2 separate regions of the Mus musculus genome follow, and region 1 is linked to region 2. The links are chromatin contacts, called in public Hi-C maps. All regions are on one chromosome and are shown on one strand. Each heading gives the region's core, a stretch centred on a gene start, on an enhancer-like site or on the middle of the called end of the contact. The rest is flanking DNA. Distances are from core to core; before and after follow the strand shown. Region 1 holds the start of E2f7 (E2F transcription factor 7). Region 2 holds the start of Ccdc59 (coiled-coil domain containing 59).

Region 1 (3,366 bases), core at 128-2,627, 4.9 Mb after region 2:
GCTGAGCTATCCCTATAGTCTTCAAATTGTTATTTGCCATAGACATACTTTTTTTTTAAGCTACTATTGTTTATTTGTTCATGCGGATTGTTTTACATGCGTTCTGGTCTTTTCTAAGGTATAGTCCGGTAGCCATTTTCAGGCTGAATGTACCAGCAGACTGGAGTAAAAACCGAAGGACTTGAGTAAATATTTTGAATTCTTCTGATGGCTCATTGTACATTTTTGAGAGCTGAGAGGTGAAGGGTGGGGCCTTTGCACGGAACGGCTAAGACGGGGTAATGAGAATGATAGTTTTGCGTTGAAGTGGGGAAATACTCGTGGGCATGTGTTAAAGAGGCCGTTATAAATCCCAGCTGAGGGCACCCTACAAAATAACAGTACTCGGGGAAAATCTGGGGATCAACCCAAGAAACTGAACCAGGAGCTTAGGAGAGATGAACAAAAGCGATGTCCTCCAACAGGAAATAAAAAAGCATTTGGTAAAAAGAAAACCTGAATAAATAGTGACTTAAACAAGTGCTTTGTACTTACATAAGTGGCTGAAACTGGGTACTAGATGTGAGTGAACTCTTTTAAAGTATCTTTTCAGTTTTTTGTGCAAATCCAAAACGGTTCTAAACAAGAGTTTCTCAAGAGGGGCCTAAAATAGCAGTCTTTCCTTAGGTTCATATTTTAAATAAGAATCCGAAGGAAGTGAAAGGTCTAATAGAAATCAGTAATATTCCAGAGATATTCTTGACTGTTCCCCCATCCCCCAAGCTAGTCCTTACTAGAAACTGTCTAATAACACATTCTCGACCATCTCTAATGCTCTGGAGAGGGAACACCAGGAAACCTTTTGCAAAACCCCCTTTGGTGCGGCTGCCGGGGTTGTTCCCAGGGCTAACGGGCGTGCCATCTGCTCGCAGCCCAGGTGCTAACCAGGGTTCACGTGTCACCTGGCGGCGCCGGGTGCTAGGGAGCCGCCCTGGCAGGTCCCGGCAACTCGGCTCCCGCAGGTTGCTGGGGGCAGGGCGGCGTCCGCAGCATCCCGCGCGTGCGGATCGTTTCCCCGGCTCCATCTGCTGCGCTGGGGGCCGGCGTGGGTCGGTCCCCCACAACAAAAGGGCGCCCCGCGGAGAGCGCGCCGGCCCGCGCCGCCCCGCCCCGGCTTCCCGCGTCCGCGCCCGCGTCCCCGCGGGAAACGCTCCCGCGTCACCGCCTCCAGGTACCCGGAAGGGGGAGGGGGCGAGGCGACAACAATCCGGCGGGCGGGCGAAGGGGAGGAAAGGCGCGGCGCCGAGCGCCAAGACAGCGAGGGGCGGGGCTTCGGGCCGTGCCGCCGCGCCATTGGTCGGCACCGCCCCGCCGGCCGCCGCGCATTGGTGAATGCTCAAATTCAGTCTCAAGGCGCCAGAGGAGGTGTTTTAGCGGGGACCGCGATCCAGGGCTGGAGCTTGGCTTAGGCGGGTAGGAGACGCTGTCGCTACGCGGACACCGCGGGTGGAGCGGAGGATCTGCGAGCCTTGCCCTGCCCTGCCCATGTCGCCAGCCGGCCGCTGAGATCTACACGCTCTGCCCGCTCACGCGTGCGGCTGCGGACGTCCCCGGAGAGACCCTCCATCGCGCAGCGACAGTAAGGAAGCGTGCGGCCCCCTCGGATGGGGAGGCGGGAATGCGGAGACGGGTTACCCGCCGCCCTGGATGCCGTCCCACAGGCCCCGGGTCCGAGTGCCCCCTGGGGTTGTGCTGGCTGCAGCGCTAGGTGAAGGAGGCTGGTCCCCACTACCACCTACCCCCACGATTTAGGGGTCCCCTGGGAAGAGTTTCACTTGGGGTGTGCTTAGATGCCTAGGGAGGGGCTGAGCGCTTCCCGCATGGGTTGGTCTCTAGATCAGGTTTCAGTCTACCCCCTAGATCAAACCCACTCAAAGTTGAATTCCTCCCGGTTCTTTGCGCCAAAATTAACTGACCTGGGAGACCCTGTAACTTTCTTGGCATTTGCCTAACACCTTCCTTCCTTGGTAACTATTTTGCCTGTTGCTTTTCATAAAGGATTGCAGTTTTGTTCAGTTTTTTCGTCTTCCCAGATTTCCAGTGATTCCTAAGTATATTTTAAGTGTTTGTCCGTGTGAGTTTTAATGAGGAATGGAGGGTGTCTTCATTCTTGGAAAATTCCAGGAATGCTGTAGGAAGGGAAAGTTGATGTTCACAAGTGGCATTTTGTCGTTGTTGTTGTAGGGGGAAATAAATGTAAAATCATTTTCTGATATAGTTGTGTGTTCCAGATGGAGGTGAATTGTTTAACACTAAAAGACTTGATCAGCCCCAGGCAGACCAGACTAGATTTTGCCATTGAAGATGCAGAGAACGCACAAAAGGTAAGCACAAATAAATACTTTATAGTCTCCAGCATGTTTTGGATGGTGATGCCTAGCTTTCGTCTCGTATACAGCATAATTGTGATGGCCGTTATAGAGGAGTTTTTAGAGAATGGGGCCATTGCGACCTTTGTTTCGGCTCCTCTTAAGTCATTAGTGTTGGAACCAGCTTCTGAAGCCAAAGGTGCATTCTGGATGCAGTGATCAGAAGTTTGTGATGCCTAGAGATCCCAAGGGCAGTTGAATTAATGTTGGAAGAAATTAGAAAGCGTTAATTCCCTGGAACAGGATTTTGTTGTTGTAAATACTGGATTTAATGTCCGAATGCTGAGAAACACCACCTTCCTCCTAATGGACCAACTACAGAGATGTCTCCCAAGAGTTACAGCCTTGCCTCCTAGACAGGGGTCAATGTGACTGACCCTCACCAGCTCCTCTGAATAGTTGACAGCCCTTCTGCTTCAGATATACTGAGCCACACACTCAGCAATGTCTAAACCACCCTGGCCTGCATCAGCACAGGTGTGCAGAACAGATGTCCTTTTGAGAAGACAGAGCTGTGAATCTGAGCGTTGTTTAAGCAACAGCAAACAGATGTAACAAACCAGTTTCAGAAACCTGGAATGGAAATCTCTAGTAGCAACTTCCTTAGGCATTGAACCTCTCTGGAGTCCAAGTGTTAGTTTTAGGTTAGCATCAACAGTGAACCTGCCTGGTGACAAAAGACTTGCCTTTATACAAGACTTTATACAATATTTGGCAGCTATTATGTTTGTTAGAGGGGGGCATGTATACCAAGACGTTTTTGTTTTAAAGAGTATTCTTAAAGTTACTTAAGACTACAACTATATATATATATGTATATGTATATGTATATGTATGTGTATATATATATATATATATATATATATATATATATATGTGTGTGTGTATTTAGAAGTTTTGGTTTTGGCAGTTCCAAAATAAAACTTTTCTGTTTTCCTTTGTAATTTGAATAGTTCTG
Region 2 (2,928 bases), core at 215-2,714:
GTATTTTCTTCGTTTTTTTTTTCTTTTTGAAAGCCAACAAGAGTCACTTTTTTTCAACAAATATTTTATAGAGTACTTAATGTATGCCAAATAGTTTCCCACACGTTGGAATCCTGGTTAAGGCAAATACGGTTCCTGCTTTCTACAAGTTTATGTACCAGGTTATCAACGCAGAATACTATGGGAGCAAACTGAAAGGGTGTCTAACTTTCCAACAACCAGGAACTATTGCCCAAGAACCAATGTGTCTTAAGTTCTACCATTATAACCCCCCCCCCTCCATGGCCCCTACCTCCGCCCCCGGGGCACTTTGCATTTACAGGCTGCTTCAGTGATTAAGTAAGTTCACTAATGCTGACAACATCTGGAACACCTGGAAGCAAAGCACAAGCAATTCCAGTAGCTGCTACTGTTCCTGTTCCTCTATTTCCAGAATAGAATCTAAGTTGGTAGAATCTAAGTTTCTTGCGGGTATCAAACTCCAGAGCCTAGAAAACACCAGGGTGCATAACTGATATTGAAAATACAGTTTTCTTCTTCTTCTTCTTCTTTTTTTCCCCGAGACTGGGTTTCTCTGTGTAGACCAGGCAGGCCTCGAACTCAGAAATCTGCCTGCCTCCGCTTCCGCCTCCCAAGTGCTGGGAATTAAAGGTGTGTTTTCAAATTAACTAGCGAGCACTCAAAGCTTTCACTATCACCATCCTAATCCACGATACCTTGTGCCGAGTAGGAACTGGCTCTTATTGGTCCCCCAAGTCCACTTCTACTTTGTATTGATCATCACACAGCCTTTAGATGTTTTCAAAACTAAATTGTTGAATCAATAAATGAAGGAACGCCTCTTCCCCGGGTTGACTACTTTAAGTTGTGGAACTTGACCAACACCCAGATTAGAACCCAGAGGGGACCCCGCCCGTCTCCATCCATCCTCGCTATTCAGCTCCCTCCAATTCATCTCCTAGGTAACAGCATCCTTCAAGTCCCTGCCACTTCCGCCGAGTTCCACCAGGGGGCGCGCTGACAGCCCCCGCCCCGCCCGCCCCGCCCGCCCCGCCAGTCACCTGATCCCGTCTCTGCCTCGCGCGGCTCGGCCTCCACCGCCGACTCCCTCAGCGCCGCCAGCACGCTCTCAGGGGGCAGGTCGACCAGCTCCTGCCAGACCGACTTGGTGTAGAAGTCCACCGTGTGCGCGCTGGAAATGGCCAGGGCGCCCCTGAGGAAGCTCAGCAAGCCCTGTAACTTGTCGTGCAGCGTGGGCAGGTCCGGGGTCCTGGGCAGAGGGCAGGCCGCCGCCATGACGCTCATCCTCCGGGGCTGCAGGTGGCGCCAACATGGCCGCGCGACCCCTCTCTTCCCCGCCGGAAGCGGCTCAGGCTGAGGCAGTCGAGCTCCGAGCACGCGCCGGGTTGGGCGATTGATTGCTTCCGCCTCGTGACGTGTTAGGTCGGCGTCCACTGGCGTTCCAGGAACTCCCACCGTGGAAAAAGATGGCGCCTTCGCGGCCGTCTTCCAAGTGGCGGACCGGAGGGTTTGCGGCGCGTGGGGAAGGGATCTCTCAGGTCAGATTCGGAAACCAGAATGGGAAGCGCAGGACTTGGCGGCCGAACCCCCAGCAAGCCTTCCGGGGGAGCGTGCGCAAGGGTAAGGAGGGACAGCCGTGGAGGAGCGCTCGGGCCCGCCGAAGTCGAGGGAGTAGGATGGGATCCGGCTTGAGATCGGGGAAGCCGTTCCTAAGCTCGCCAAGTCCGAGAGCTTCTCAGTCCTTTGACTGAGAACCGGACGGTGCGGTCAGCTTCAGTGATTTAACGCAGATCTCAGGTCTAAGCGAAGACACGGGGCGTCTAGAGGTGCGCTTGGCTAAGAAGCACCCAGACATACTTGCATCTCTACTACAGCAAGTATGTAATATAGATACAATATTACATTAAAATACTCTGCCCCAAAGCTTTGATAACCAAAAGACACCACAGTAGCCCTCCAGTCTCATACTGCTGCCTTCCTTAGATTCGATTCGATGTCTTGTCTTTGAAGGCCTCTCGTTGCATGTCAGATGCTTAAGTGGTTTTTGTTCGATCTAAGAATAATCGACAGGTGTTCAGAAAGTTGTACAGTACCTCCCCCTTTTGTTTTGTGTTGTGTTTTGGAAAATAAGTGATTAGTAAGATCCTCCAAGGGAAAAATACTAGACTACTCTACTTTATTTATTAAGTGTTTACTGAAGACCCAAGTGAGATTGTATGTGGATTAAATAAAATGTAATTTGTGGATATGAGTCTAAATTCAAGGTGAGCAGTAAAGTTTAGTTTACTGTACTTAGAGTTTTTAATGTGATGTCTGACAACTCGCTGTTACCCTTATATTTAGGTAAAGGGCCACCTTGCTCTTCAGTGTACCATTAAATGGTTGCCTAACCTTATCTTTAAAGCAAAGCCAAGTAATTCTCTCATTTGAATATAAAGTAAAAGAAAAAAATATTTAGTTTTCATTTTCTGTTAAAGTAATTGTAACTGAAATCCTTCAATGTTAGGACAAGGTTTTGCATTTCGGAGAAAACTGAAGATCCAGCAAAATTACAAGAAATTGCTGTGGAAGGTGAAGGAGGCACCAGCGTCACAGGAGTCCCAGTTCACAGATCGTTACCCAGAGCACCTGAAACACCTCTATCTGGCCGAAGAGGAAAGACTCAGAAAACAGCAAAGAAAGGCTGGCCTGGCTTTGTCAGAAGAACAGGTTGACCGGCCTTTGCCTGAAGAGGAGGGCAGCACTGAGCAGACTTCCTCTGAAGAACCGCCAGGTGGTCACCAGCCACAGCCAGAAGAGCTGAACACAGGAAGGTAAGCACCTCCGTCTTCAGAAATTCCTCACTTTAAATGTAAAGAATGTTTTACTGACGACACAGGGAAAAATTTGTAAGAATCAGGATTTTTC

What was found. Hi-C and Micro-C count contacts between places; a contact is called where the count stands out from the background.
Region 1: a contact with region 2 is called in a Hi-C map of CD8 T cells, with 7 times the contacts expected there. The contact joins the promoter of E2f7 here to the promoter of Ccdc59 in region 2. A contact is called at or near these places in 1 of 39 promoter capture datasets (pre-B cells) and 1 of 484 Hi-C or Micro-C datasets (CD8 T cells).

What each region holds. Positions count from the first base shown.
Region 1 is chr10:110,744,062-110,747,427 of GRCm38.p6, forward strand. It overlaps E2f7 (E2F transcription factor 7), which reads left to right and starts at 1,378. Exons shown (of 13, transcript NM_178609.5): 1 at 1,378-1,618; 2 at 2,271-2,363. The coding sequence starts at 2,271.
Region 2 is chr10:105,840,015-105,842,942 of GRCm38.p6, forward strand. Ccdc59 (coiled-coil domain containing 59) reads left to right here and starts at 1,465. Exons shown (of 4, transcript NM_025602.3): 1 at 1,465-1,641; 2 at 2,528-2,834. The coding sequence starts at 1,488. Mettl25 (methyltransferase like 25) reads right to left here and starts at 1,366. Exons shown (of 12, transcript NM_207522.2): 1 at 1,062-1,366. The coding sequence starts at 1,305.